Linked DNA regions of Bos taurus: region 1 is linked to region 2. Evidence: chromatin contacts called from public Hi-C data. All regions are on one chromosome and are shown on one strand. The core of a region is the stretch at or near the end of the contact, and the rest is flanking DNA. Distances in the headings are between cores, read along the strand shown.

Region 1 (5,826 bases), core at 3,314-5,813, 110 kb after region 2:
TTGAAGGGTTTTGTGCAAAACCTTCAGAGTCCATGAGCCTTCACCGGCAGGACACTGTGGCTTAAGTTTGTCAGAACTTTCTACACCAAGGGCCACCCAATTATAGCAATGATCAGATCCCAGCCAGGCTAGACACATCCCTCCTGCACCGTCCCAAGAGACAGACATTTCACCACAACAGTTCACACCCAACCGGCAACAATGACAAGCGCCTGTATTTGCTGGCATCGCAAATACGGGTGAGTGACACACACCTCGGTGGAGTTCTCAGAATCCGGAGCTTGGGGAAGCTGGTTGGGAGTAAAAGGAAGCAGGTTAGTTACAGCACATGCATCTGGTGACCACAAAGAAGTCCAGAGACCAACACTTGGGGACAAAATTGACGATGAGGCGACTGGGTTGTCACACCCACTGAAGGGGGTTTCAGCTGCGGAAGGTGGAAGACACCCTCACTTCTAAAATGAACTTAACGTGGTTGCGCTGGGAGAGATGACTGGCCTGAGATGTGGAAACACGTCTAAATGAAAGAAAGAAAAAGCCTAGCACTGATCAAGGAGGAGCTATGTCTTAAGTAATGAAAGATGTCAAAGTCAGTGGTACTGCACGTCTACGTTCTGTTTGTCCACAGAGGAAAAGTGATCCAGCACATGCCCCCAGGGGCTCAGGGAAGGGAGGGTGGGCGGATGATGACCACGGGGGCCTCTGGTGCATTCCCCTTCCTGGGGGCTCAAAGCCCTTGCAAGGTCTGCACCACTGCCTGCCCGTGATGAGCTTCTCCAGTGGGCACGTGCGTCCTCCCAGCCTCTCCTTTCCCCATATCCTGGCCTTGCATCAGAGGGTGACACCCCACCTCTGGCTTAGGGACTGAAAACGTCTCTCCCCTCCTGCGGCTCTGGGAGGAGAAAGGAAGGCTCCTGGCTGCAGCTTTCTCGGCTGGTTTCTCCTCCCTCCGCACACTTCCCTCAGGGCTCCAGGGATACTAGGTTCCCAGTTCTGCCCCTGCCATACCACATGGACACCCCACACCTCTGATGATTTCTGAATTTCATTATGTCCAACCCATAAATGAGAGACAAGATGACGGCCCTGAGGGAAAGAACTGGCCATGGAGTGGATGCATGTAGTGGCTGAAAAAGCCCACAGCTCCACGTGACGGCAGCACCACGAATCTGGCCACCAAAGGGCACGTGCTCGGGGCGGAGACGGATGTCGGATGGAACTGCCAGACCCCGCCCTGGGCCGTGGTCACACACCAGGCATGGCTGGCGGGTTCAAGGTGCGGTCTGGGGCCGTGGAGTGAAGCCAAGGCTCACACTGCCACTGAGTGACCTTGGCCTCCCTTGGCGGGGTTCCAGAGACACAACAGACCTCTCCCGAGGCCAGAGTGCGGCTGTTGGCGGTGAGCTGGAGCAGGTGCTAAAAGCGTGGGGTGGGGATGGGAGCTGGGAAATCTTGTGGGTTCACAACCCAGCTCAACACTTGATACCCCTTTCATGGTGTGACCCTCAAGATGGAAAAAATGCTCTTAATATAAGACTGCTATTTTGTAACCTAATAATTTCTTTTTTTTTTTCTCTATTTGCCAACAGGTAAAATGAAGTAAAGATATAAGGGATCTCTTCAACCACAAAGATTAAATTATTTTATGAAGGACGAACAGGCAGATGTGGAGAGTTGCTCACTCAGTTCTGGACAGAAGAGCCCTCAGACATAAGTGCAGCTCCACTTGCCTCAAGGAGCAACTTTCTCTCCAGTGTGTTTAGCTTCCTGTTGGGGTCGGGAGGCACAGGGTGTTAAGAGAGGACTTGAGTGTGGTGAGGGAAACAAAACTAGAGCTCAGGGGAATGTGTTCTGCAGATAATATAAATGATATCATGAGCCAAGACTGCGTTTTAACCCCACCCCTGCGTTCTGTAGGCTTTAGGCTGAAGAAGTAAAGTTGTGCACACACATGCACCATCTGCCCTTCGTGCAAAAAGGACACACGAGGAAAAGAAGAATGAAGGCAAGTTCCCATGCGCTTTGGAGCAGTCGGAGACACAGATGGAGAAAAGTACTATCATTTACAGTCAGCTTTGGCCACATTCCACCAACATATCCTTCATACCGATTCTATATGATCAGAACAAAAGGATTACAGACACGGATTTACTATAGGAAGCCACACAGCTACCCTCTTACTGCCTTGCCAATCAAAATAATAGTTAAAGAACAAGATGGAGTGGAACTCGTGTGTCTTTTTAAAATTCTCTTGTTTGATATCCCTTATGTCCAAAGAAGCATCTTGAATTCTTTCAGAATGTTCACAGAATTGTTTCTTAAGCACTCAAGAGATCAGTGGTTTCTGGTATGTTTTATGATTGGACTGGTACTCAACTGCCTCCCTAAACTGCTGTCATATTGGTGTTTAATTTTTGAAATGAAAATTAAGATTAATGACCTTTTCTCCTAGAACGTTACTGGAAGACCTCTGAGACAATAGAAAATTTTTTCTTCTTCAAGAACCACTATTTATACAGGAGGACAATTTTTTAATGTCATCCACTCATAAAAAAGAAAGGAAAAACCAAAAACAATGGATGGGTATTGCCTGATGGCGGCTCATGCAGGGACTGGTGGTGTATGACCTTCAGCCAGTCACTGAACCTGTCTGGGCTTCCACCGCCTGACCTGTAGTTCAAGGAGACTGGAGCAGGTATTATAAGGATTCCTTCCAGCTAAAACATTAAGTTATGCTTGGTATATTTTCAGTAAACTTTATTCCGTAACATCAAACAGCTAAGTTCCCTAAATAAGACAACCCAATAGAACACAGAATGATTTCAGGCATGGGAAAGGCCAAACCAAGCTTGGCATATGATTTGGCAAAATAACCAACGGTCTCTATTAGCACTTCCTCCTAAGAGGACTTCAGCTGTATTTCTGGGAGGATTGGCTCTTTTAAGGCAGTCAGCCACAATTTGGAAAAAAATAAGCATATTAATAAGCCATATATGTTCAAATCATAACTACATAAGCTACATAAACACATATACCTACTACCCCAAGCAAAGGATAGTTCTCGTAAATGAATGAACTGATTTTCTCGGCACATTTTTATTATCAAAGTAACTTTTTTTGCTAACATGAAAGATCATGCTCAGTGACCATACGGTAATGGAGACTGTTCTGAGAAAAAGAGTATGCCTGTGTTTCCCACGTCTTGTCTTTTACCACCTCACCCCGGGATCAGTCAGGATATTGAGGTGCTGACCCTCCAGTCAAGGTGAAGTCTCTCCAGACCAACAGTTGACGGGCAGTGAGCTGATGCGGTCTGGTTTTGAACTTAGAAACTAACTATCGCTCTCCGTTGCCTCTTCACGTTTTTCTAGGATCTGAAGTCTTCCCAGAGCTTTTACACAAGGTTAGCAAGATCAAACTTCATAGGAAAAAAGATTTCAAATGACTGGCTTTGAAGCAGAAAGCCAGAGAATCCCAACTGGTTATCCTAACTGCAGCACTAGAGTAGCAAGTAGATTCATGCAGACGTTGAAATGCTCACTTTCTGCACATACTGTACCTACCATTTTACCCAGGGATAAATTTCTACCACAACTGAAGGGAAATCATACTTTGTCATTCTTAAATAAAAAGAAGCCCGCAGGCTTCCCAGGGTTCCTATCTGTGGTGTGTGTACAAGAGCACACACTCGCATGCATACATACCGTATACACATACACACAGGCATCTGTGTGTGCCCGATACAGGCCAGCACACGACACAGCCACTGAGACTCTCTGTTTCCTGATGTCATCAACAAGAATCCTACCCCTAGGCTTCTAGAATCTTCCTTTGAAATAAGATGTCTTCCTTTCATGGACCACCCCTAGCAGACGCTGAAGATAGTTCAAGAAATGAGACTGAACATCAAATAAACAACCCAACCTTATACCTAAAGCAACAAGAAAAAGAACAGCAACAAAAGAAACAAGACTGTATGATGGACCGAATTCTCAGCAAAGCAAAGAGAATTTATCATCTCCAACGCCATGAATCAGTCTTCAGTCCCTTTTCACCCACTCCATCTCAGAGGAGGGAAAAAATAAACAAACAAACAGCAAATGGGTTTGCAAATATGTTTGCTTGGTCCTGCCTTTCACAAGCCTTTGTAAACCACATTAAGAGAACAGAACACCTGAAAGAAAGCTGAGCAAAGAGAGAAGTTACCTAGTATTTTAGCAGGACCACTTTGAATCTGCACATCAGCTAGCATAATACCCTTACTAATGGCACTGGCTTTTTGAAACAAGAAATAGACATTATTTGGCTCTGATGATGCAGTTTCACGTATATTTTACAGAAGAAGTTCATCAGAACTGAACCCAAAAGTGAAAATCATTCTGACTTGATTGAATTATACAACTTCGATCATTAGGGAATCATCTCAGCATTAAAAAGAAAAAGAAAGGAAAAAACAAAAAAAAACTTCCCGAGATTCTGCAATAGCTTCTCTATGCTCTGAGTTGAGCTCGCTTGCTCCAGGGTTGCCAGTGTCTAACAGTAAACAGCCCCGCTGCATTTATTGGCAATTACTGTTGAAGGTCACACATCAGCAGCAAGCCTAAATTCCAGGAAAAAAAGAAGCTCTTATGTAACTGCCGCCTGAATGTTGGCAGGTGCCCAACCCAGCAGTTCACAGCGATGTAAAAAAGTAGGACACCTCCACTCTGGCTTGGACGTCATGAGAACGCCCCCTGAAGGTGAAACTGAATAATTCTCGTGTTTCTCTGTTTCTCTCTCCCCCTTGCCCCCCTGCTGAATTTTATTATTGACAGGGGTCTCCCTTGCTTGCAGAAGCAGCTCTTGGTGGCATGGTGGCAGAAGCCGAGGACTCGATACTGGCAGATACAGGCGGGCTGCAGCCACCTTAAGGAGTGGGAGCACCCATCTCGCTTTTCCATTGCGGTGAGTCACTAACAGGCTCACGGGCAGTGGTCCTCGCCTGATGTGAACTGACCTCCTCAGGTCCAAGTCCCTAAACTACATATTCTTGTGACCCCCATGTTCTTATGATCCAAATCCTAAAAGAAGTCAACCCTGAATATTCATTAGAAGGACTGATGCTGAAGCTGAAATTCCAAAACTTTGGCCACTTCAAGTGAAGAGCCAACTCATTAGAAAAGACCCTGATGCTAGGAAAGATTGAAGGCAGGAGAAAAAGCCGGGGACAGAGGAGGAGATGGTTAGAGATAGCATCACCGACTCAATGGACACGAATCTGAGCAACTTCAGGAGAAAGAATGGGACAGGGAAGCCTGGCATGCTGCAGTCCATGGGGTCACAGGGTCAGCCTTGACCTAGTGACTGAACAACATGATTCCCTATACTTTACCTTCCTACATGTCTCAGTTAACATTGGCTTATAATACTGTCTGCTGCTGTGGCAAAACCATAAACTCCAGAAGGGCAGACTGTGCCTATTTGGGGCACTGCTGGATCCAAAACCCCTAGCAAAGCACCTGGAATGGAACAGGCACTTAAGCGTTAGATAAACTAATGTCTTGGGCAGTCACTGGTGTCTGTTTAAAGCCAAGAATGGGTCGTGGGGTGTTTTCTTTCTGGAGATGACAGAAACATTCTATACCTCTCCCCTCATCTGTCCTCTTCCTGAACCCCAAGAAAAAGGTAAAATCAGGTGGTAATGATGGAGACCTTGCCTCTTGATTTGCAATAACAAAAAAATCATGATCATCATCATAAAAAAAAAAAAGGAAACCCTCCTCTCTTTCTGGTTTCAAATGAAATTTCACTCCAGGATAGCCGAGAAGGCCTCCACCATGCACTCTT
Region 2 (5,639 bases), core at 1,278-3,777:
CTTTGGATTCAACTCAAAAGCAGAAGCACTCTTGGAAGAAAACATTTTAAGACGTACAACTGCTTCAGAAGTCCTTATGTACTTGGTGTTGGCGACCCAGCAGTGAGGCCCCTGCACTTGGTCCCTGCCTCCTGGACCTTGTTAAGGTGGTCATGGCTTTGAAACCTAAGTATGAGCCCGGGTTCCACCCATCAGAGTGCTTGCAGTTTAGTTAAGGAAACTGGCTGTTAAAAAGCAGAACTGAAGAAAGCAGCTAGGCTGTGTCAAGGGAGCGAGAGTCAGGTCAACATCGGATGTGACTGCGGGGGCTGTGAGCGGCTGGTGTCCTCTTCCTGGAAGGCCTGGGTCTCGGGGAAGGTTTGCACTTGGCCACACGAGGGGTCAGCGTGAGGGCTACTCAGCAGGCGGTTGCGCATAGCCCGGAAACCAGAGTGGCCTGAGCTGGGGAGGAGAGCAGACAGACTGCGGTGGGCCCGTGTGTGATGCTGGCTGGACAGCTGGGCTGGTAAGGCAGGGAGGCAGCAGGGACAGCAGGTGGTGAGGAAGGGCAGAAAGTGACTGGAGCCCCCGCCTGGTGAGGCGCTGGGGTGAAGGTGAGCACAGTCACCAGTGCCTGACATACAGGGGAACTGCTGAAAATGGCCAGAGGATTCACCTCAAACCTGGCTCTCAGATCTTTCATATGTGCATTGGCTTAGCGAATCCTCCACAAAAATAGAAAACAGCTTTCCAAACAAAATCCACATTAAACAGGGCTTCAAAAGAATACAGAAAATCGATGCAAAGTCTGCACGTACCTTAAAGAACAGTTTCTTCTTATTCTAAAGAGCAAGTGATCAAATAACTATAGACGGAAAAGAGACTTTGTTCACAGTGGATTCCTACCTTCTTCCGTGGGGTATGTGATGTGATCCCGTGACTCCGAAGCAATGGCTTCAGAAAGGCCTCTGACAAATGCAAAATACACAGCCCCCATCCAACAACTGATTACTGAAAAGACCGTTGGTAATTTCTGTGCCTGGCACAGGCCTGAGTGCTGAGGGTCTAGAGACAGGATGGCAAGGTCCCTAAATCCCCAAGGGGCGGTAGTGCCAGGAATGTGGCTGCAGGGCGTGGCTCTGCACTTCCATGGACCCACTGCAGTCTCAGCTCCAAGTGCTCGGTGCCCAGTGTCTGCTGGACCGGTGAACGGGCTCCACTGGCCCAAAGGTGGCTGCTACTGGCATCTGTGCTCCTCCCCTCAAGGGTCAAGAGATGCACTCTGATGCTGTTTGCTTTTGCCTTCTCTGTGCTTCTGTACACCGGCTCCCTGTACTCCTGGGGATGAAGACCCTGTCTAAGGGCTACACAAAGCCATAGACAGAAATAACCCATCTCATTTGAATGTCCATCTTATCAACGGTTAACGATTGAAAATATATTAGCCTCAAAATATGCCCTGGAGCAGAACATGAAATTGAGTCAGATTTAAAGGTAAAACCCCATGATTTTATAGAAAGGTCATCCTTTCTACAGGTCACTTTGGACCCTGTGCCCGGATTCTAGTGATAAGTCTTCATTCTCCGTCTCATGAGAGTCTTCAGTGCAAACGGACGGACAGGATTTCCTGGTCTAGATACTTCCCGGTGACCACCTTCAAGTTTCTCCCTTATAGCCCTCCTCTAACATTTACATCTGACAGTAAGAAGCAGAGTTGGGGGCCCCACTAAAACCCCAAACAAGGGAACCTGAGTGCTCTGGCCAGTAGGTGTCATTCGCTCTTCTGCCCTGACATGGGTATGTACCAAAAATTTGAGATCCTCGGTGTAGCCAATATTTTACTTAAATAATCACCCTGGCTGTTAAGTCAAATCTCAAATTACCTACGAGTTAAAATTAGCTATTCTGGCCAAACTGTGCCCTCCATTTCCACTGGGTTTTACATCCTGTGCGGTAGGGTAAATTCCAGTGCAGTGTGAAGGCTCCTCACACTGTGACCTGGCCACACAGAGATCCGAATCTCTACAGGAAAAATCCTAAGACTCTCCAGCCTTAGCAGAGGAGCAGAGAGAGAAGTGACTTTCAATCTAGCTCAGCCTTTCACACCAAATGCTGAGCTGGTTAGAGCACTCAGTGACTCCTGTGAAGTGCGCACCCCTGCCTCTCCAGCCAGCCAGACTCTGAAGGTCTCTGAACGTTTGCAAAAATCCCACCTTCACGTCTATTCCAGGTCACAAATATGTCTCAGTGGCCCAGCTTCTACTGAGTTTTTGAGAAAGTCATCTCCAGCGAAGATATGTTGTTTATACATGAACTCATCTTGGCGGGTGTGTGTGTGGTCAGGAGGGTGGGGCTGGGCGAGGGCTGGTGGCTTCACCGCCTGTCTGTTGGCCACATCTGTCGCCCTGGGTCTGGGAGCCCCGCTGGGCTTCGCTCACCCTCCTTGCTGCTGGCACCTCACATGCCAATGTCCTTAGGCACTGTCTGCCCCAGTCCTCCTACAATCCAGCCAGTGCGGTTCCCGTCACAGCAAGCACTTCCTCTGTCAGAGCAGACAAACCGACTCAAGCCACAGCCGGAAGCAGGCTGACCACAAGTGCTAAGGTTCTGGTTAGTTCTTTTCTAGGTAAAGTTGGAAAAGTCCCTGCAAAGCAAACACTGAAGTTTTAGACACGGGGGCGGCACTGACCTCTTGAAATGTTCTTGACTGGAAAGAGGGAGGGTGTGTGTGTGAGAGAGAGAGAGAGAAACAGAGAGAGAGAGAGAGAGAGAGAGAGAGAGAGAGAGAGAGAGAGAGAGAGGAGGAGAGGAAGTTGGATTGTATGATGCAAATGCTAATCATTCTGAGAAGTGTGTTTTTTTTTTTTTTCTCCCTCTTCCCAGGTTCAACTGAAGAGGCAGTTCTAAGAAAGACAGCTGAGATCATCAGTTACCTCCTCAGAGAAAGTCCACTGATGGTAGAGTTTTGTTTACCATGTAAACAACGCAGCATTTATGGCTAAATCCGTTATTCTTTCACAGCCAGACTAGAGAATTGCGATTTTTTTTTCTCTGGTGGCGTCATGAGGATAAAAGACAGAGTCACTGGCCAGAAGATGGGTCCCAGGAAGATGGACCTGTAAGCCACAGAGTCCCCTCCACCCTTCAGAATCCCCTTGGGGAAGATTCAGGAGAGCAGAGATGGTCCTTTCAAAGCAAATGTCAAAGGCACTGCACCTTATCTTACCAAGCAAGATGACAGACTGGATTTCCCAGAGTGCCTGGGGATGGCTGGAGTGAACCAAAGTGGGGGAGGGGCAGCCTGGAAACAGACTCTTGGCTTCATGTACCCAAACTCCCAGAAAATGCCTGGAAGAGGGCGGAGAAGGAAGACTGAAGATAATCCTTAACTTTTCTACAGCAGGAATATATTACACTCAATAAACTTTAAACATTTGCCTCTCTTGTGAGTGAAGGTGATTGTGCGTGTGTGCGCTCAGTTGTGTCCTGTTCTTTGCGACCCCCATGGACTGCAGCCCACAAAGCTCCTCTGTCCATGGGATTCCCCAGGCAAGAATACTAGAGCGGGTTGCCATTCCCTTCTTCAGGGGATCTTCCTGACCAAGGGATAGAACCTGAGTCTCCTGTATTGGCAGGTGAATTCTTTACCACTGCACAACCTAGGTGGAGAAGGCAATGGCACCCCACTCCAGTACTCTTGCCTGGAGAATCCCATGGATGGAGGAGCCTGGTAGGCTCCAGTCCATGGGGTTACTAAGAGTTGGACACGACTGAGCGACTTCACTTTCACTCATTGGAGAAGGAAATGGCAACCCACTCCAGTATTCTTGCCTGGAGAATCCCAGGGATAGAGGAGCCTGTTGGGCTGCCGTCTATGGGGTCGCACAGAGTTGGACACGACTGACACGACTTAGCAGCAGCACAACCTAGGAAGCCCAAGTTAAAGTGATTATTTGCATTAAAGAGGAAGAAAATAATCTTCAGAGCTCTCTTTCCTAAGATCAGAGAAAACAAACAAAACCCAGAATTTGTTACTTTGGGTGAAAAAAATGATAATGATCTCTATGCTCAATGACTCCAAAATTGCCATAGTATCTATGACACATTTAAAAAGACAAAAAAAAAAAAAAAAAAACCTAAAACAATGAATCCCAAAGGTAAAAAAGAATCAGTGGTTGGGGGCGGTAGTGATGAACAGACAGAGCACAACACAAGCATGAACCCTGGTGTAAATACCGTCTTTAGTTACTAATTACTGTATTATTAGTTTATCAATTGGAGTAACTACACCACAGTAAACAAGTTACTAAGAGGGGAACTGGCAGGCAAGGTAGGGAGAAGGGGGCATATGAGAACTCGGGACTTTTTGTTCAGCAGTTCTGTACACCTAAAACTGCTGTAAAAAAGTAAAATCTCTTAAATTAAAAAAAAAAAAAAGGATCCCACACCCCGAATTTGTTGGTGGTGGTTTAGTCGCTAAGTCATGTCCAACTGTTGGGACCCCATGGACTGTAGCCTGCCAGGCTCCTCTATCCTTGAGATTCTGTAGGCAAGAATACTGGAGTGGGTTGCTATTTCCTCCTTCAGGGGATCTTCCCAACCCAGGAATCGAACCCAGGTCTCCTCCACTGCAGGCAGGTTCTTTACCAACTGAGCTATGAGGGATGCCAGACCCTAATTCAAGGATCCAGGTCCCTGAATGTCAGAGGTCGGTTTCTGCAGCAGCCTCAGGCTGTCAGTGTGTCAATGGGAAGGAGCCGTGTCCTGGAGTCAGGAACTGAAGCCCAGATGCCCAGAGTGTTCACAGGGCAGCGAGCTGGGCGAGTCAGCCAACCAACCTGGGTTTCTGCTTCCCTTTTTTTGAAAGCTACTTCACAGGGTTAATGTAAGAATCAAACGGCTGTGAGAATGTGTCTGTCAACTGGAAAGTACGATGCAAAAGTACCACAGGTCAGTGTCAGCAGCCCAAGGTCACAGAGCTGGTCTGTCGTCTGAGATGCTGACTCCAGGTGTCGTGCTAGATCCCACGTGAGTGAGTTCTTCCTTTCCCAGATTTCAGACGAAGGGATTTCTCTCTTCCTGGTGGAGCCACGTGAAGAGTGCCCAGGCCGGCCCCGAGTACAGGCATGAGCCCGGTCTGCTCTCGTCTCAGCCGACATCACCCAGACGGGCCCTGTTATATAATCTTCAGCTGGGCTGGAATGACCACTCACTCTTCCCAGACTTGGTTAATAGTTGTTCTTGGATGATACAGTGTAACAGGGCCGGGCCCTCGCCAGAGAGAGGACCGCACCCATTTCTGATGAAATCCCTAGGCAAGGCCAGCTGCAGAGCCGCCGTTCCATGTCTCTGTGGACCCTCAGGTGAAGGGATGCTGGGCCTGCACTGGGGCCTCGAGATGGCAGCATCCATCAGTCAGAGAGGCACCGCTGGGCCCTGGGTACCCAGGCTGCCGGGTGGAGGAAGCCCAGGATTACAGAGGAGGGGAGAAAGGTCAGGGCGGGGGTGAGGGGTGGCGGCGCTGTGCGGAGCAGGGCTGGGCAGGCAGGCTGGAGATTCCTCAGGAAGAACCTCCAGGCGAGTCCGCCCGCCTCCCCAGCTGGCTCAGGACCTTCTGCTCAGGCAGCCTCCAGGGCACGTCCAGTTAGCTAAGCAATCCA

The links. Hi-C and Micro-C count contacts between places; a contact is called where the count stands out from the background.
Region 1: a contact with region 2 is called in a Hi-C map of an unstated tissue, with 2.9 times the contacts expected there. The contact joins two enhancer-like sites. A contact is called at or near these places in 2 of 11 Hi-C or Micro-C datasets (liver and an unstated tissue).

The regions. Positions count from the first base shown.
Region 1 is chr22:21,640,793-21,646,618 of ARS-UCD2.0, forward strand. The region is part of intron 39 of ITPR1 (inositol 1,4,5-trisphosphate receptor type 1); the gene reads right to left. Among named protein-coding and RNA genes, the nearest start is that of MIR2285AM, 160 kb to the right of the region's middle. Within about 2 kb of position 4,564, at least 28 of the 102 cell types and tissues checked have an H3K27ac peak or open chromatin away from gene starts, as enhancers often do. A contact at or near this core is called in liver, where this site is marked.
Region 2 is chr22:21,536,779-21,542,417 of ARS-UCD2.0, forward strand. All of the region lies in intron 57 of ITPR1 (inositol 1,4,5-trisphosphate receptor type 1), which reads right to left. Among named protein-coding and RNA genes, the nearest start is that of BHLHE40, 130 kb to the left of the region's middle. Within about 2 kb of position 2,528, at least 46 of the 102 cell types and tissues checked have an H3K27ac peak or open chromatin away from gene starts, as enhancers often do. A contact at or near this core is called in liver, where this site is marked.